Regions from separate parts of the Mus musculus genome. Here all the other regions are linked to region 4. A link is a contact called in public promoter capture Hi-C data. All regions are on one chromosome and are shown on one strand. The core of a region is the stretch at or near the end of the contact, and the rest is flanking DNA. Distances in the headings are between cores, read along the strand shown.

Region 1 (4,533 bases), core at 688-3,187, 1.8 Mb before region 4:
TCGGTGGTTTAATTTTTCCTGTCTTTCAGTTGTAGAGTATAAAATTGCTGACATGGGACACTTAAAGTATTATTTGGCTCCCAAGATTGAAGATGAGGAAGCATCTTAGGCATTGCTAGAAATTGAGAAAACTAAACCTTTGAAGATTGCTCCTGAGATGCCAGCGTGTCCTGAGGTCTTTTCTGTCACCAAGTTTGTACCTGAGTATTCTTAAATATTAAAATAAAATATGTAGATATCTTCTGTAAATAACCTACTTTCTTTTCTCTCCATTCTCCATAATTTGCTTAAAGAATAAGCTCCAAAGTAAAAACTAGTTTTGTTAACATGAATGTTTCTGCTTTACAAATACTGGTGATTTTCATCAATGATCTTGACGCTAAATGCAGTTTTAAGAAATATTGTTCAATTTAAATAAAGTTAACAATTTGAAAAGTCATAGAGCAGTGCCGCCTTTGTACCATGGCTACTGAATAGTTATACCCTGTTAGGTAAATGGGCTTTTGTTCTCTCTTCCATCGTGGAGATAGCAATAAAAAAATGTTTCTCTTGAGTTTATGTAATTACGTTGTGCAAAGTTTTCTGGTAGCCTTGTTTGGGATGTAGCTCTTTTAAAATACAACTTTAATGGCAGTGCAGGGGGTGGGGTGGATAAATCTCTCCCTAGGCCAACCAGGACTACATACAGTCCATCTTGAGTGAAGCAAAGGCCCAAACTTCGTGGCTACTTGATCCAAGAAGGGTTAAAAAGGCCCTGTGGTTTTGATCATGATATGCTACATAAAACTAAAGAATATTTGAGTATATTTATTGTGTATGTGTGAGGCTCATGTGGGGGTCAGGACAATTTTATAGGAATTGGTATACCCCAGCACCCTGGCTTCCAGGGGTTGAATGAAGTTCTTCAAGCTTGGTGACAAATTATCCTACCTCCCCTCTCAGTTTTTATGTGTGTGTGTCTTTTGCAGGTATGAGTGAGCATGCGTGTGTTAACCTGGTTTGGTGTGGGGAACCATTTTCAGTTCTTGCTATATTTCAGCAGGATCTCAAACCATGGCTAGTATAGAGCCTGTTTGCTCTGTTCCGGGAGGCCACATTTGAAGGCCTTTAAATACTAAGCTCTATCTGTGGACCCCAAGATATTTTTCCTTTGTATTTCATGTTTGACAGTATGTAGACAATACAGCTTTGTTCTGGGAGGTTGTTGGTTAGAGCTCATGCCTAGTAGCTACAACTGTTCAATACTTTGAGCCAATTAAGTGCAGAAGGAAGTAGCCTGCAAATACTGCTCTCAGAGAACTCTGGAGTGGTGGGAATGCTTTATCAAGACGTCACTTTCATGAGGATGAATGTTAGAACTCAGCTGTGTCTGGTAGGTAGGACACTTACCTGGGTAGTGTTTAATAATCAGGTAGTAATAACAAGATTTTGGGGCTGTGAGAACGCTAATTAGTGAGTGGTGACCAGTGTCAGCATAGGGGTGTTTAGGACAGGGCAAGATTCCTGGTGGGTATCCCTTGTCCACCCCTCTGGATACCCAGGACTCTGCTGTGCACCGATGTGGCCATGGGGTCAGGACTGGAACCTCAACAGTTTTGCTGTGAACTCGATCCTGGTGGGTGAGACCCTAAGTACGCGCCCGCCCACCCTATGGAGGTAGCAGGTCCTGGTCACCAGGGCAAAAGCAAGCCGCTACCCGGTTGAGCATGGTGGCATTCGCCATTTGTCCCAGGCAAACCTTATGTTCGAGGCCAGCCTAATCAGCATCCTGAGTTCCAGGACAGCCTGCGCTACGTAAAGAAACGCTACCAAACATAAAACAAGACAGCAATGAAGCCCTCCAGCCATGTGCCCTGGAAGCAAGATTCGATGACACGATTTCCTGGTGACAGCACTTCCGGTGCGCCTCTATCCGCCACGTCACTTCCGCTGGGCTGTCCTTAAGACCGCCCCTTCCGCTTGGCTGTTGAGCGAGCCTTGCGAGCGCGCCTAACGGAGAACGGGGAGCGCAGCGCGGGTAGGGGGCGGGCGCGCGCTCCCGGAAGCCAGCCGCGAGACCTGGCCCTGCCACCGAGGCTGCTTCCCGGAGACAGTTAGTTCACGTTGGCGGCGGCGGAGGGCGACGAGAGGTTGTCCACAGCGCCACGCTTAGGTCCTTGTGGGCCCGGGAGGGTGGGCAGAAATCGTGGTGGGGCCGGTAAAAAGTGTAGCAGAAACTTGGGCTGATAGTTTTTTAAGTTGTCATTTACTATGTGATAACGCCACTCTAGAATCCCTTGCTAAGAAAAACAAATCTTCCCATTTCGTTGTCGTGCTGCAACGTTTTTGTTTTGGTGCGAGTTTATAAGTGGAAAGTACATAACTTTATAACTTGTAATACAAATCAGGCATGGTTTAATGCTTCGAAAATCCTGCTTATTGGTAGCTTCAACTTTTAGATATGAGGAATTAAACATGTTATGGGATGGCAACATCAAAAACCTAGTACCTAAGGTTTAGAAATGTAAATGGATTCCCGTTGCTCCTTTTTAGTACTTCTGAACTAGGATGTAATTAACCAAAACGCAGAAACACTTGACACCAGTTTTTTGCATGCTAGTTACTTAAGGTCGACTGTAATACCAGTGTCTGGCAGCTCATTAAGATCGAAAAAATATCACATGCCATTGTGGAGATTATGTGCAAAACATCACACCAGTGAAGGCCACTTAGTTTTCTTCTTAAAGATGGACTTTTTGCGTTTAGAATTCAAATGCCATTGCAAATAAAATAGTCTGTTTTGTTTACATAATTGTATGACTTTATAAAGAATCCACACATTTCATTTATGGTAGGGGAGAGTGTCTGGTCTTCCTATGTTGCCCAGACTGGCCTCCAACTTCGTATATCCACACCTTTCTTCCCAAGTAGTTGGGATTAGAGTAACCTACTGAAGTACTGAGCTTAAATTTCAAACTTTTAAGATTTAAACGTCATTGCTTTTAAATTTTACCTACTCTCAAATAATTCAGTAGTTATGATTTTTATTATGTCTGTCTGCTTTGAATAGTTTGAGTAAAACGGATTTTTAGATCCGTTTTTTCAGGAGCTACATGATGTGGAATGTAAACTCACTTGTTTCATGCTTGGGATGGGAGCAGAGAGGCAGGTGGCCGTGGATGTCTAGTGTGGTATGGATAGCCAGGGCGTTTCCCACATGGATAAGAATTTGTACATAGAACCGTACCACACCTAGAAGTAGACACGATGCTGATGTGTGTGTCATTCCTTATCCTCCTCCTCCTCCTTTCATGGCAGACAAAAAAGTTATGTGAATTTATGCTCCTGAGGAAAGTTAAGGGGTAGGCAGTACTGTAAGGGAGGGGTTGAAAATGTGAACATTGGACTTTAGAAAATTAGGCCAGAAACATCGGTAGCAGATTGAACAGAGCCTGATTCTTGGTGAAGTGCCTTTGGTGTCTTTCTGTGAAGTCAACCTAGATCCATAAAGGAAGCATGCTTAGTGTGTACAAGAAGTGTCGGGTCACCGTAAGCAGTGAAACGCCTAAGCTACCATGGGTAGCATGTGGCACAGCAGCTCGGAACAGTATCTGACATCCTTTCCTGGGCTGTACTGGGACTGCTGCAGACAACAAGTCTTTCCCTTTCAGACTAGCTGTGTTACTCTGTTATGATGCCGTCTCGTACCAACCTGGCAACTGGACTCCCCAGCAGTAAAGTCAAATATTCAAGGCTTGCCAGCACAGACGATGGCTACATTGACCTTCAGGTAACATAATCAATCAATTAAAAAAATTGGCTACTATCTGGACCAGCAAGAAACAAGCTGATTTCCAAGCTCTTTTGAGCCCCAGCTTGGAGAGGGGATCTTAGCAGGGCAGTTTCAGATATCTGCAGAGTTTTCCATTTCCAGTTTCAGTTGAAGTGCTAAAGCTACATAGTTATAGATTTTATTTGACTCATCCAGAAAATTCTTTGCTGACATCATGAGATGCAGATACAGATATTCTTTATGGCAAACAAGAATCTAAGCAAGTAAGTTTGTGTCCTCTCCTGACCAGTATTGAGTAGGATTAGCATCTCCTGTCCCTGAGGATAAAACAGCCTAGGTGACGCCTGAGCTAAGGAAGGAGTCCGTTCTTTTAAATATAAACAGATCAATAGTTCTTTGCATTTATGTGAAGAGGGGAGAGTAGCTCTGGGGAGCTTCCAAACCTGTAATGTCAGAGCTGGTAACAAGCTGAGCCTTAGAAGGTTTGCCTCTTACTTCTTTTTAAAATGTTCTTATGTTATTTGTACTAATAGTGGGTTTCATTGTAACATTTTCATAACATGCTTACACTGTATTTCAGCCTTAATCTGTCTCTGAAGCTTAACCTTGAGCTGAATCTACTTATGATGCGGGGCTTTGGGAAAGCTGAAGTGGAAGCTTTAGAGGTGGCTACGCAGTTAAGAGCACATACTGTTCTGCTGTTTTATTTATTTTATTAATTATTTATCATATAAAAATATATAATTATAGACGCTGCATAT
Region 2 (5,003 bases), core at 1,281-3,780, 1.4 Mb after region 4:
TGAGCAAGGCTACTTGACTACAGCCACACCTCCATCCCAACATCACATTCTCCAAATATCAAAGAAGGCAGCAGAGTATAGGTCATCTACTTTAAGGAGCTTCTAGAAGCCACTAAGAAGTGAAAGGAGGTAGTGGAAAGGCCATCAGAAGCTCTGAACACTTCTTCACACGATCCCACCAGGAGACATTTCATTAGTTCTTACTACAGAAACCCTTTTAAAACCACAACTGGAGGCTCAGAGTGTAGCTTAGCAGTACTGTGCGCATCCTTGGCATATATGGGGGCCTTGGGTTTAATCCCCACCTTGGGTTCAAGCACCACAATGATACAATGAAATAAATACAGATAAATGATTAGAAATAAAAGGATACAACAAAAATATGTTTTATTTAAAAAAATTAACCCCTAACAAAATGCTTTGCAACAAAAAGTAAGATTTTAAAAAGACTTTGAGTTGGGTGTCAAAGGTAACAATAATTAATCCAACCATAGCACACAACCAAATCAGAACTTTCAGACATTATCTGGTTTGCACAATCTCCCTTGGGAAGACAAGCCCAAGTCCCTGTTGACCTGGTACCTTCTCGCCCTATTGGCCCCGACCTTTCAGCGCCTGAACATGACTCTCCGTGCTTTCTCCGTGGGTTTTATGCAGCCCACTTTAGACAAAAAGAGAATCCTCCCAACGGCAAGGGATTAGAACCATTTTATTTAGAGAATACATCTGTCTTTTCCATAAAAATAAAATGTGCTGGTCATCTGCTAAATTCATGTTGCCTTCTCAGGCCTGGGATTCCAAAGGGTTTCTATCTGTCAGCACACTGACAAGGCCAGTCACTCCCACACCAGGCTGGGAGAGCCTTTTGGTTCTACCTAGGTTCTTACCACCAGGCATTGTCAGGTGCCAGCAAGGGAAGCAGTAAAGTTAGGAGAAACGACCCAGTCAGCCGCTCCTGTGCTTCTCTCAGGGAACTTAGTTTTGAGGGGCTTTCTTTGCTGAGCCCTTCCGGAGGAATCTGCTACCACAGGACATCAGTTTCTAAGCACATTTTCTAGTCTGTGACGTCTGAGTCTTCCAACCACCACTCCATGGAGTCGCCACGCTAGAGTATAAACATGTATAATAATGAAAAGTTGTCCCTGAACTAATTCAGTAAGACTAAGCCTTAACAAACTTCATTCCATAAGCCATCATAGCTTGCTGTGGCTATAATGTCACCCAAGTGCCCTATGCAAGCTTGCCAAATTGCCTGTTAGTTCCAAACAAACTGCTTTCCGTTTAGCCTCATCCACCGCTGACCACACCTATGTCTGAAAAAAACCTCTCCTCTTCAGGACACGGGACACTACTTTCTGGGGTGTTTGCTAAGGTAGAGATGCCCCCCTCCTCTTCTGTCCTTGAAATACAAATGATCCCACCCCCAAGTGAAATTCTGGAAAAGAACCAGACACCCAGAGAGAGGCAAGCCCTCCCCAGATGACTATGTAGTGAAGGGACCATGAGACCAGGTTCAAGTCTGTGGGATGCTAGTTGAACCCATTAGGACAACTTCAAGATTACGTCATTTAAAAGGGAGTTGCTGTCCCTTCCTACATGAGAGTACGCGAATAGAATGGTACCAAGCCAGTTTCGCACATGTGGATGAGGAGAGCAAAAGTCACCCAAGATCGTGTAAGAAAACATCACTAAATGCAGCTGCAAATGTAAACTTTTGGTGCAGCTAAAGGAAAGGTCTGAAATGGAACAGCTCCCCACGCTCCAGCTTCCCTGGAAGCTCCTGCTTTGGGTAAGTCAGTGAGTTTTCTCCAAATTCCCTGCCGGTTCATCTTGGCCTCCGGGTAACCCAAGCCTCGGCGGTTTCAACTCCCCTTCCACGCCCACACCACACAGAGCTGAATCCTAAGTGGCGGAAAGCTGCAAGATGACTGATGCGGGCCCAGGGAAGCAGGGGAACCAGGCCGACACCCTGAGTGCGGGTATAGGTCACTGTCAGCAGACAGGGCAACCGCACCCAGACTCCGTTCCAAATCCAGCTACGGGTTTAGGTCTTGCTAGACCCATTTTATATCTGCTAAGGTGAGCTCGCGCCTAGGGAAGATTAATGACCTTAAAAAACAAAAGCGCTCGCTCTCCGATTCATGCGCGCAGCGGCCACGAGGGAAGGGCTCACCTAGTCTCCCGAAGGGCAGTCGGTTCCTCTCCCCCAGCATCAGGTTGAACCTGGGGTTGTCTCGCCGTAGCCTCTTCCAGTAGCCGGTGGCCAGCAGCAGCCGGGAGACCTCGGCGTAGACGCTGCTATTCTCGTCGCGCACCACGAAGGTGTACATGGCGAAGGGCAGCGCGCCCCGCAGCCGCTACACGAGTCCAGGGCACGGCGGCCCCGCGTGCACACTGCCCCAGCCTCAGCCTCAGCCCCGCTGTCGGTCTAATTCCAGGGCCGCGCCTCCGGATTACCCTAGTGTCTGCCCTGGGCGCCCGCGCCACCGCCCGAGTGGCGAGCGCCACCCGGACGCCGCGCCCACCCCCAGCGCCCCGCCCACCGCCGGCGCCCCGCCCACGACCGTGATTCCGCGCGGCGCTAAGGGCAGGTCTGCGGGTTGCGGCGGCAGGAGCTCCCAAGCAGGGCCCACCAGGGCCGCCCCGCCACTCAGTGTGTGGCCGGTGACATGGGTCTCAAGTGTGGCTGCAGTAATAGCAAACTGCGGTGGAGAGACCAAGGGAAATAATTCCAGCTGCGCCATAGCCCGCCAATATCCCTTTCCGCCCTCTGTCTGGGTCTTCCACCAAGTTCAAAATCAGATTTGGTGGATGAAACAAAAGATCCAGGCATGGGTGTAGCTCAGTTGGTAGAGTGCTTGCTTAGCCAGCACTGAGCTCTGGGTTTGATCTGGGTGCGGTAAAATCGGACACATGTCAGGAGCCATAATGGGACAAGCTAATAACTAGCAGGTGATCATCCTGAAGTAGCCTGCCTTGGATTATTATATAATCTGCGACAGTGAGCCCTCATTAAGCAAGGCTATGAGGGACTCATTTTAGGAAAGATTCCTGCTGAGATAGAACAAAGGCTGTATTGCTTAATCCTCCCCTGATAGGCTACAGGTGTTAATCGCCTAAGCCAGCAAGCAAGCCCTCAGAAAGAGCAAGAAAGTTTTTAGGACTTTTTAGAAGTTATCATCAGCATTTCAGTATAATTAGAGAGCTAGAAAGCCCCAAGACCCTCAGACGTTAAAGCCATCACCAGAGTCCTTACTCTGTGACTCCACTGCTACCCCTGGCCCGGGCCAGGAGGCTCCCAATGTTCTAATTTGGCACCCGAACAGCGACATTGAATAAGGTAAGTGGACACAGATAGGACTCTTAACTGGGTCTTACAAATCCATTGGACAAGGAGTGTGCAGTTAAATTGTCTTCTGCCATCAGTAGAGGCGGATAGTTGGGGCCATCAGTTCCTGGTTGGGTACCATCAGTGCCCATGTTAAGCCAGGAGCCATCAGCTCTGGCTTTTATTGCCTGCTGCCATCAGCAGAGGCTGATACTAGGTGCCATCAGTGCCTAGCTGTTCTGTTGGAAGCTATCAGCACCCGTCTTAGGTCAGAAGACATCAGTTCTGGGTTGTGTGCATTTCATGGGTATCTCTCAAGATGGGACAAAGTGAATCTACAGATAGAGAGTTCTTTACAGATATTAATAAGTATACTCTTAAGAAAAGAGTCTTAGCTGGGCAATGGTGGAGCACGCCCTTAATCCCAGCACTTGGGAGGCAGAGGCAGGCGGATTTCTGAGTTCGAGGCCAGCCTGGTCTACAGAGTGAGTTCCAGGACAGCCAGAACTATATACAGAGAAACCCTGTCTCGAAAAACTAAACCAAACCAAAACAAAACAAAAAACCCGAAAGAAAGAAAGAAAGAAAGAAAGAAAGAAAAGTCTTTAAGGTTAAAACTAGCCATCTGACTGACTTTCTTCAGTTTGTACAGTCAGTCCCTGGCTCCCAGAAAGGGGAAGTTTAGATGTGGATACATGGAAGAAGTTAGGGTTAGATATTAAAAACTGGTTTATAGAGAATGGAGGAAAAGGTGTGCCCCTTACAGCATTTGCTCTTCGTTTGCTATTTGGAATACACTTGAGGAAACATTAGCAGATGACAGAAAGGCCTTAGGCGCCCAAGCAGCATCAGATTCACCTCATGAGCAGACTCCATTACTACAGTCTCACTCAGGATCTAAGAAAAATGTTTATTCCTCAACAGAAAAGTCTGAGAAAAGTAGTTCAGGAGAGAGTCGTGGTGAATCAGAAGAGAAAAAAACCAACCTCAGAGGAGGAGTCTGACTTCTGAAAAGAAAGTAACAAAATATCACAAACACAAGTGACCCTTAACAAATGTAAACATTGAAGCAGCTACTCTGCTGGTGGAAGAACAACTTCAAAAAGGCCACATTGAGTCTTCCACTAGCCCTTAGAACACTTCAATTTTTGTTATTAAGAAAGAAATCAGGCAAATGGCGACTATTACAGGACTCTAGAGAACTAAATGGCACCATGGAAAGCATGGGAGCCCTTCAACCTGGGTTGCTGTCTCCTTCTGCCATTCCCAAAATGATAATGTTATTGTTATTGATCTTCAAGATTGCTTTTTTACCATACTGCTGTGTCCTTGTGACCGTCAGAGTTTTGCCTTTAGTTTACCTTCACCCAACCTTTAAAGGCCATACCAGAGGTACCAGTGGAAATTCCTCCCCCAAGGTATGAAAAATAGTCCAACTCCTTGTCAGAAATTTGTGGATATTGCTATCCTGCAGGTCCGTAAAATCTATTCTGACATTTATCCTGTTCATCATATGGATGATATTCTACTTTCTCATAAAGATAGAGCTTAGGTACAAGAGACACTACGATTTTTAGCTGAGCGGTTAAACTTATATGGACTTCAAGTGGCTTCAGAAAGGGTTCAGATTCGACCCCCATTCTCATACCTGGGTCGTGTTATTCAGACAAAACTT
Region 3 (4,732 bases), core at 2,211-4,710, 1.0 Mb before region 4:
AAGTTGCTAAGAGCATTAAAAGAGTCAATATCTGCAGAGTCCTTAAAACAATATCTAGTGCCCACTGAGCACACTAGAACCTTGCCCTACCCTCTTGCCCTTGGCTAGATTTCCCCTCCTCAGGATGCCCTCTTGGCTCCCACCTATGCCAATTCATAGCCCTTTCTAGATATGCCAGCCTCAGATATGAACTGTCAGCTCCTGGCTCCAGCACTTGACCCACAGTGTGACCTTTGGGTCTATCCTAGGTTCCCCCTTCACGATCCCAACTCCCCTCCCTTCCCTATCAGTGGTCCCCTGGTTCTCCCCCTCTACCCTGAAGTGATGGCCCCATGACTCAACACTCCAGTGGCTGTTCTGTACAAACTGGAAAAGTGTGGATACCACAATGAGGGTTCATAAAGAGGCAAACCCCCCAAACCCAGCTTCTTCCTCTCGACACCCTCCCACCCTAGGTCTGAGCATGCAGCAGCCACCCAAGGGAGTGGGTTGAAAATAAATCCCAGGCTGTCCCCATGTCCTGAATTACAGAGCCTGCTTTCTACATAGCTAATACCCACTGCTTCACACACACATACACCTGGATGTCTAGCCAAGAAATCAAAGGAAATCACTTAACTGCAATTGATATGCAGTTACATGTGATTGGTCTCCCCTTGTTAGACAAGAATGACCCCAAAGTACCCATATCTTCTCTGCTTCCCTTTTTCACATCCTACTGGCTGGCTCATATTCTTGCATCAATTTTCACAACTGCTTTTGTGGAAACAAAATAAAAACCTTCAGGATCACTTAAAGCTACAGGAGTCTCCTGTGCTAACTGTAATGCCCATTTTTTTTCTAGTCCAGCCCAACCTCATCTTTGTGGATCAAGCTTTCCTGAGTGTTACCTACAGAACACCAAGCAAGATACCTCAGGTATAGCCATGGGCCAACCAGTCAAGGTTAAGAAGTCAAACAAAGTTGAGACAACTATAACTAAGAGTTATCAACTCTTACACATAAAGTGAAGTTACATATACAATATACAATCAAGTTCTACAATGGCTCATGTGTAGAAGAGGTCCTCTACATGGGCTAGTATGGTGTCCTGGGAAGGTACACTTAAATTTAGAACTAAAAAATATAAGCAAAGTATAACCAGTAAAAGCACTAGGGGAAAAAAATCTTCAAGTCATAGAAGATACCACAAGCAAAGCCCCTGGGGTCAGGAAAAAGCTTAGGGTATTGAAGAGATAGAAGTGTCTGACAGGGAGAAAATAAGGTGTCAAGAGTCAAATAAGGCTAAGAGGTCACAGAGGGTCAACTAGGCCAAGGGAAAGCTCTAAGATTTTATTTGAGTGTAATAAGAAGCCATCGAGAAATAAAAGTATCTGATCAAAATGTTCTATGTTATTCTTGCTGCTCCGTTAAAAATAGATGCAAAGAAGGTAAGTGTGTGCACTGGGAGAAGGCTACTACAGTATTTAGGGACACTTAAAAGGTGACTGGGGTGGGGCAGTAGCCTGAGGCAAGGGTAATGGACCCTAGATGAACTCTGCAAAGTTCATCCTAGCACGGAGAATGGACCCTAGATGAACTCTGCAAAGGACCAAGAGGCCTTGTTCTAGGACTGGCTGTGAAGGGTGGGTGGAAAGGGGTCCGAGCTGCCTGTCCTAAGAGATAGATTATCAGCCACTCTCAGATGTCATGACCCAAGTATTGTCAATCCTGCCCCCGACATTGTCAGGATTCTGCTTTGTCCACATTAAGACATCAGAAGACCGGTAGGATCCAGCTAGGGCCAGAGACAAGATCTGCCACTGAAAATCATGAGCATGAAACCACTTAAGATCTTTGAGTTCTGGGCTGGAGAGATGGTTCATCGGTTAAGCACACTTGCTGCTCTTCCAGAGAACCAAGAGTTAAGTTCCCAGCACCCACCCACAAGACAGCTTACTTGTAATGCAGTTCCAGGGATCTGACAACCTCACACACATGCATGCAGGCAAAATACTAGTACACATAAAATAAGTCAAAAACAGAGATCTTTGTATTCATAAATTAATTTTTTAATCATAAGAAAGAATAAAAACAGGGGTAGAAAGTGAACAGAGGATGGCAAGAAGGGCAGTCAGGAGAGGAAATGCTGAGAACAGAGCCCTGGGGCCCTCAAGCATTTAACAGCAAAACTAAGGGGAAGGGGACAGGCTAGGGCAGGCTGGTAGAAGGGAGGAACTGGGGCACCCAGGGAAAGATACAACTCTAGGACAGAGCTTTCTAAAGACACTGCAAGGCAAGCAAAACCTGCTAGAGCGGCCCTGGATGGACTGCAGAAGGAAAGGGTGCCTGCTTCTTAGGGGCACTGCTTAAAGTCAGAACTTCCGAGGAGATCCTTGTGATGGGAATTGGGTGCCTGGCTGACGGGGGATGAGGTTCAAAGCCAAACAGGGAGACTGTGAAATGACGAGGGCGGACAAAGACTGTTCTCAAAACCTGCTGGGTAAGAAATGCCAGGGACATCTAAAGGGATGGTCACAGGGCCCAGGAGGAAGCGCGGCCCTTCAAGCCCTGTAATGCTCCTTCCTCTGTAAGAGGAAAGGGACAGAGGTAGCAGAACACAAATAAATGAGGGCCATTCAAACACTTTCTTGACCTTCTCTTTACCCCCAGCCTGGGTGACCTCCACTCAGCACCTGCTGTTTCCCCCACAAGCTCGGCCAAGTGGACCCCAGGCGGGACGGTGCTGTGCCACTATCAGTTGGCTCCTCCAACAACCTGTGGGCACGGCTCACGAAAGGGCCAGCCACGGCGCGGTTTGCTCAGGTGCAAGACCCAAAAGGTCCGCGCACCGCTCACCTGCTCCACAGCCGCGCCACCTCCAAGCCGGCGGCCGGCCTCGGCACCCCTTCCCGGCGAAGCGACTTGCTCCCTTCCCTTCGTCAGCCTGGCTCCGGCCAAGCCGGGCAGCCTGTGAGCCCCGGGGCAACCCGCGGGAGAGCGGCTCCCCACTCCTCCAGCTGTCCCAAGGAGACCGGCAGACGCCGGGCCGCCGCCGCCGCCGCCGCCGCCGCAAGCTGTGTTCCCTCCCCTCCACAGCGCACACCCTCCGGGCCGACCGAGTGCCTCGCCGGCTTTGTCTGCGCCGCCGCGCTGGGCGTCCGGAGGATGCGGCCCGGACCCCGGGGTCGCGGCCAGCCCGGGCAGCCTCTTCTGCCCACCGCCCGCCGCCGGCCTCCATCGGGAGCCCCTTGCCTACGAGGCTCGGTGGCTGTCCGAGCCCGGGTCGGGGAGGCCGCACGGTACCTTTCCTTGCGGAGCCCGGGAGCGTCTTCGCGAGCGGCCTCGGCCTCTCCGCCTCCCCTCCTCCGCAGCCACTGGGCTTCCTCCTGCAGCCGCCGCCGGGACCGTAGGGCCGAGCCAGCCGCCGGGGCCTGTGCGGGGGCCCCGCTCCGCCTCGCGTCCCCGGCCCACCCCGCCTGGGTGCTCCGCCCCGGGCCCGCCCACCGGGGGCGGGGAGCCCGAGGCCACCCAGCCTGGAGTTGCCCGCGGCACAGCCACCTGCACTCCCCTATCTCGCAAAAGGGACGCCTCACCCACCTATCCGCCCAGAAACAGAGCCAGCCCCGCGACGCCCCGCCCTGCAAAGCAGACGAGGTCTTCCGGCACTGTCAGAGCGCTGCGCCCACCTCAGTTTACCCAGACTCTGCCGCCCTTTTGAAAAGAAGAAAGGGCCCCTCTTGTCCTGGACTGTCTCTCGTCCTGCAGGTCTCAGGTGGGTGCCGGCGGGAACCAGGAACCTCAGGTGAAAGGAAAAGAATGCTCACATCCTCTCAGTACCCAGCCCATGTCCTGAAGTGGCCCTTTTTAAAAAGTGTATTTCCCTAGTAAAACCCTCAAACTTTTAATAAAAGCCAACGTTAATACTAGGTGGCACTTTTTCCTTTTTTCAAAAAAAAATTAATTGGTATCAATTATTTTTTAGCGGGCAATAGTGGCACATGCCTTTAATCTGGTGGTTCTCCAGCTTCCTAATGCTGACACACAGTTCCTCGTGTTGTAGTGACCCCCCAACCATAAAATTATTTCATTGCTACTTCGTAACTGTAATGTTGCTACTGTTATGAATTGAAACATAAATAAATATCTGACATGCGACCCCTATGAAAGGTCGTTGGAACCCTAAGGGATAGTAACCCACAGGTTTAGGACCACTGCGGAATCCCTCTAGAAGCAGGTGGATCTCTGAGTTCAAAGCCAGTCTGAACCACAGAGTAAGTGTAGGACAGCCAGAGTCAAACAGAGAAATCCTGTCTTGAACCACCCCCAACTCTCCCCCTCCACACACACACACAAAAGTAAGAAAATTATTTTTTATTCATCTCTGCACCTCCTAATCTGTTTTTTCGTATGTTTTGCTGGTACTACACCAGGTCAACACTTGGTCCGAGGGAATACAAGCCCCTGGTGGCCGCAGAGCCTCTACTCCGAACTGTGTCTCTGGAGGGGGCCCTCCCCTGATTTCAACCTGGAACCAGGCAATGCTGAGCACAGGTCGCTGTAGGTTCAGCCCGGAGAGATCCTGGATGTGGATCACATGCTCGTGATCCCAGCCTCAGAAGGCCATGTGGGGGGGGGGGGGGTACAGAGTTCAAGGCTAGCCTTGGCTACATACCAACTTCAAGGCCAGGCTGAGCCACACAGTGAAAGCCTGCCTCAAAGAAGCAAGAAGTAGAGATGTGGCTCAACAGCA
Region 4 (5,078 bases), core at 423-2,922:
GGCTTTTCAGGGATAGTCAGGCAGATGCTGAGAAGCAGGTAAGATTTTGGGAAGCCTGCCAGTTTCTCCCAGGTGTGACAGCCGTGTAGACATAGAGAATCAGAGTCTGCAAGTCCCGGTATGGGCAACCCACACTCCAAGCAGGCTGCCAGGAAACACTAGGAAACATTTCTCTTGGGAGGTGGTTGAGGGGCTTCAAGATAACTAGGACGAATTCTATCAGGGAAGTCTTAAACAGGACCCAGAAGAAGCCGGTCCGCAAGAAGCTTCTCAAACAAGGAAGGCCCGGAACCAGGCAAGGAAGGGTGAGAAGGGGGACCCTGAAAGCAAAACCCTCCCACATATGAGGGGGTGGCCGAGCCGCTCCGAATGGCTAAACACAGCGTGGAAGAGAAAGGAGAATGAGAGGACTGAGGTAACCATCAAAGATTAAGTTCAGGAAGGACTGCCAAGAGCCTTGTAGGGAACGGTAAGGCATCTGGGTTTTCCTCCATCTCATTCACAGAGGAAGGAAAGTGAAGGAGTTTTTAAGCACACAAATGACAGCGTCTGATCTACGTTTTCGAAAGGAGTATCCAGACAGAAAGATGTTCATCCTGTCCCAGTCTTTCCTCATCCACCATCTTTTGGTTCTCTGGCTGCTTCAAGAGTTAGCAGGTAACAAGTGGTGCCATAGCCGGGGACATGAGGCTGGTTTTCAACAGAAATTCCCTATCCTAGCCAAGGGCTTCGGCCGACATCACACTCTGTCCAAGAGGGTTTGGAACATTTTTTTGCTTGTCCTACAAATATCATCACTATCAACAACAAAACCCTCTAATAGACAGGATCATCTCTGCCTCTGTAGTTGTTATTTTTAGGAAATATTAGGGGCTCAACCCCCCCCCCCCGTGGCAATTTTTAAGAATTACTGAAAGTAAACACAGGAGATGTGCGTTCCCAAGTGGCTGCTTTTGAATTCTGGGTAGCTTAAGTCCATATTTTCCTTCTTAAGCATACACAACAGTTGGGAATGGGCGGCAGAGAGGGGCCTGGGAGTAGGACCAGGAAGGGGTCTTAAGGGGAAGGTGGGAGGTGGGATGGTCACTGCGTGTGCCACCTATCTCCTCCCATTAAATGGACCTGAGCAAATCCCATTTTCGCTGCTCAAAGTTTTTTTCTTTCAGAATGAACTACGGCAGCGCCCTGGCCCGGGCCGGAGGAGGACGTCCGCAAAGTTCCAGCCTGTCTGTGTCCCGCACGTTTCCGGGACCCCCTCCCCCTGTCCACGGTGCCAGGATGCACAAGCCAGAGGCGCTCCTCCAGGATAGGATCCAGGGACCGCTCCCACGCGCGGCCGAGCCACCCCACCTCCCCGAGCCCTCCCGACGGCGGCAGGCGCGAACGCTTACCGAGCCCGGCGCTGGGCGGGACCGCGGGGGACGCGCACGGCAGCTCCGCCTCAGGACCGCGGCGGCGTCTCGGCCCGCCGCTCCCCTCAGGGCCGCCGCCCGGTCCGCTGCTCGAAGCCCCGCGGCGGCGGCGGCGGCCTCGCCTCCATGGCGAGGAGAAGCGGCAGAGAGAGGACTGGGCTGGAGGCTGCGATGGCGGCGTGGTCCAGGGGTCTGTGCAAGATGCCCCCGCGAGTCCCTGTCAGCGCCTCACTCGCCGCAGCCTCTCTCCCGTCGCGGCCTGGGCTGTAAGGCGCTTCGTCATTGGCCGTTGAGAGGCGGGCGCTGGTTCGCTGACGCCGGGCGGGCGTCTCCGCCTCCGTGAGCCCCACCCCTGCGCGCCCCGCTGCGCCGCGGAGTTCCCCGGGCGCACTGGGGGTCTCCGGGTAACAGGACAGGACGCTCCCTATCCTCCCCTGGCACACGTCTCCCACCTAGTCACGGTCCTAGGCCCCCGGGCATGGGCTTTTTTCCTTGTTTACAGATGAGGAAACTGACACCAGGCACAAGCCACACCAACTGGTGAACTCAGGCACTCGAAAGCCATCTCCATCCTTCTCCAAATGTGATCCTCTCTCTAACACACCCCGCGCCTCTGCCTCTGCCTCTGCCTCTCTCGCGCTCTCGCTCTCTCTCTCTCTCTCTCTCTCTCTCTCTCTCTCTGTCACACACACACACACACACACACACACACGAGAGAGAGAGAGAGAGAGAGAGAGAGTTAGTTGTAAGGCACTTAAAGGATGTAATTGCGAGAAGAATTTGCCTAGTACCTAGGACCGGTCTAGCTCTGAGTATGTCATCTTAAATAAACCAGCCCACATCATCCCCACCCGAACCCTAGGGAAATCTCTCTTGCTTTCCAGATGTGCAAGCTGGGCCTGATTCTCTAGAGCTGGATGGAAGCACAGCACACGGTGCTCCGCAGCGAGCGGGGAGATACTTCTTGATACATGCATAGTGGTCAGGAGAAGATTGAAAGCGCTGAGAGAGACCAGGGAAGCGAACAGCGTTCTTTGTGCATCTAGCTTCTAGGAACCATAAGTCGATTTTTTCGGAAGGTAGCAGTCCTCAGTTTAGAGCACTTTGGATGCTGCTAGACCTAGGGCGCCAAGTTAGAACTCTATGCAAACACCCTTCCTTTATTTGTTGAATAAGTAAGTGTGCGCAGACCAGAGCCAGGACCTGCAAATGTGCGTTGAAGCGGGCCTTCTTTAAACTTCCTCCCTCTGGGTAGTAAAAACCTCTCCTTGAGTTAAGATTTGTGACTCTTGATCTCCCTCCTCAGGGCCATCTCAGTGACAGTCTACAAGACCTCTATCCTGTCTCCTAAATGTCAGACTCCTGCCAATGAGGTCCGCTCCTCCTACAAGTTCCAGAAGCCCATTTCCTAGAAAGTACAAAGTCTATCAGGGATGCAAATACACAGCAAATTGAAAAGTGACCAAATGAAAAGTTGGGTCTTTCACTAGAACACAATACTTTACAAAACAAGACCAACACAGAACAAAACAAATCTGAAAAATACTGGTTCTTGGCTAAGAAAGCAGCCTCTTGGCTTTAGAGCAAACCCTACCAGCAAACTTTTTTTCTTTTCTTTCTTTTTCTTTCTTTCGGTTTTTTGTTTGTTTGTTTGTTTGTTTGTTTTGTTTTGGGGTTTTTTGTTTTTTTAATTTTTTTGAAATTTTTCTTATTTACAGTTAACCTATGACTCCTGGTCCTTTTCAGAGCTCCCTACCCCATTAGCACAATCAAGAGCCATCTTGGAAGAAAAATAAAATAGAAAAAAAGGAACCAAGAGAAAGATAAGTGGGAGCTCCCTGTTCTCTGCTGCATTGGTGCCTGCAGGTAAGAACTGGAATAGCAGGGCTGAAGGATAGGATTAAAGGAGCCCCATTTCCCCTCAAAAGTCCAAGTCACTTCCCCTCCCTGCCTACCTTTCTGTCTAGTAAATGAAGCAATGAGTTGTTCTCTATGTCCTGAATGCAGATCATGCACTGGACACCTCTCAGAGTAAGTCAGAGATGTCAACTCTCAGGAGCAAACATTCTGGGGTGGACATGGGTAATAGACTAACAAGAATGTTCACTAAAGTGCCAAGGTGAAAATGAAGCCAAGAAATACGAAAATTGAAATAAATGAAAACCAAGCACCTTCCCAGGCTACTTACTGCCCATCTTCTGAGGGTCATTTGCTGAAGTTCTGTAACTAAGACCAGGCAGGCTCTCTGACCTCATCTACTCTATGGCCACCATGGGTAACTTAATCTAGAAGCTCTTCCATACTTGGCCCCAAGCTTAAATCCTAACCCAAACCCTTAGATAGGACTTGATCCAATCCCAGACCACTGACACAGGCCTGCTTGTACAATTCTCAAGGAGGAAGATATTTTATACTAATTTTAGTTGTGCAAGTAAGAACTTGAAACAACAACAGCTCTGCTTTTGACTTTTATTTTGCAGGGATGAAGACCTTGGGGGCTCATACAAATTTAGCAAGTATTCTGTTTTAGTTAGCCCCCAAGAACCCAATCCTAATTTTTAGATATGAATATTTATAAGTGAAAACTTGTGAAAACTCAGTAAATGTGCCCTTTAATATCTATAAATTTCCTGAAATGAGTAAGTAGATACAAAGTCTTATTTCCAACAAAGAAGCTATTTGCAATTGACTAGTGCTGGGAAAGGGAAAATTAGTTCTTTTAATTAAAGTGTCACTGGGTATAATCAATCACACTCCACTTTTGTTTGTTTGTATGTGTGTGCTTTACTGATTTTTTTAAAGTTTCGATTTTCCGTTTTTTGCTTCTACCCCCTCCCCCCAACGAAGGGAGAGAAAGAAACATGAAGTTGAATGGGTAGAAGGTTGGGAGGATATGGAAGGAGTTGGGGGGAGGGGAAACATGATCAAAATATAGTGTATGAAAAATATTTCTAAGAAAACAGCAACAAAAAGTTCAGTGTATTTCATTATTTCATTTTACACACACACACAAGGAAAATAGCTGCAAATAACTCTATAGTTTATATGCTGGCTAATTTAATGTCAACTTGACACAAACTAGACTCTTCTGAAAGGAGAGAACCTCAATTGAGAAAATGCCATCCTAAGACCTAGCTGTAGAACATTTTCTTAACTTGTGATAGTGAAGAGCACAGCCCATTGTGGGTGGTGCCATCCCTGCACTGGTGGTCCTGAATTTTATAAGAAAGCAGGCCAAGCAAGCCATTATGAGCAAGCCAGTAAGTAGCACCATCTATAATCTCTGCATCAACTCCTGCCTCTAGGTTCTTGCCCTGACTTTCTTTAGTGATAAACAGCGATGTGGAAGAACAAGTTAAATCAATCCTCTCCTCCCCAAGTTGCTTTTAGTCATGGCGTTTTATCACAGCAATAGAAACTTTAACTAGGCCAGTTAAGACAGTTAAGTATTATGAAATGCATTTTCTAATATTTAGGGGAGAATTATCCTGATGTCTGTAATTTGTTCTTTGTGTTACTGAGACAGGGTCTTTCCCAGGCTGGATTTGAAGGCCTCTTTCTCTCATTTCTGTTTTTGTTTGTTTGTTTGTTTTGTTTTGAGACAGGATCTCACTATGAAGCCCTTGGCTAGCCTGGAACTCAGAATTCGGAGATCTGCCTACCCTG

Evidence for each region. Promoter capture Hi-C pulls out the DNA fragments that hold promoters and counts their contacts.
Region 1: a promoter capture Hi-C map of liver shows a contact between it and region 4, with 4 times the contacts expected there. The contact joins the promoter of Tmem230 here to the promoter of Ptpra in region 4. A contact is called at or near these places in 2 of 39 promoter capture datasets (liver and pre-B cells).
Region 2: a contact with region 4 is called in a promoter capture Hi-C map of liver, with 4 times the contacts expected there. The contact joins the promoter of Ttl here to the promoter of Ptpra in region 4. A contact is called at or near these places in 2 of 39 promoter capture datasets (both in liver).
Region 3: a promoter capture Hi-C map of erythroid cells shows a contact between it and region 4, with 5 times the contacts expected there. The contact joins the promoter of Smox here to the promoter of Ptpra in region 4. A contact is called at or near these places in 2 of 39 promoter capture datasets (embryonic stem cells and erythroid cells).

Annotation. Positions count from the first base shown.
Region 1 is chr2:132,245,192-132,249,724 of GRCm38.p6, reverse strand. It overlaps Tmem230 (transmembrane protein 230), which reads left to right and starts at 1,937. Exons shown (of 4, transcript NM_027478.3): 1 at 1,937-2,152; 2 at 3,651-3,769. The coding sequence starts at 3,671. Pcna (proliferating cell nuclear antigen) reads left to right here. Exons shown (of 6, transcript NM_011045.2): 6 at 30-439. The coding sequence ends at 109.
Region 2 is chr2:129,063,474-129,068,476 of GRCm38.p6, reverse strand. Ttl (tubulin tyrosine ligase) reads right to left here and starts at 2,530. Exons shown (of 7, transcript NM_027192.2): 1 at 2,174-2,530. The coding sequence starts at 2,330. Vinac1 (vinculin/alpha-catenin family member 1) reads left to right here and starts at 2,568. Exons shown (of 11, transcript NM_001370941.1): 1 at 2,568-3,340.
Region 3 is chr2:131,490,590-131,495,321 of GRCm38.p6, reverse strand. Smox (spermine oxidase) reads right to left here and starts at 3,460. Exons shown (of 7, transcript NM_145533.2): 1 at 3,286-3,460. It overlaps Gm30679, which reads left to right and starts at 3,046. Exons shown (of 2, transcript XM_030252306.1): 1 at 3,046-3,754. The coding sequence starts at 3,148.
Region 4 is chr2:130,446,872-130,451,949 of GRCm38.p6, reverse strand. It overlaps Ptpra (protein tyrosine phosphatase, receptor type, A), which reads right to left and starts at 1,672. Exons shown (of 21, transcript NM_001163688.1): 1 at 1,392-1,672. It overlaps Gm52562 (predicted gene, 52562), which reads left to right and starts at 380. Exons shown (of 3, transcript NR_165481.1): 1 at 380-415; 2 at 506-657; 3 at 1,167-4,165.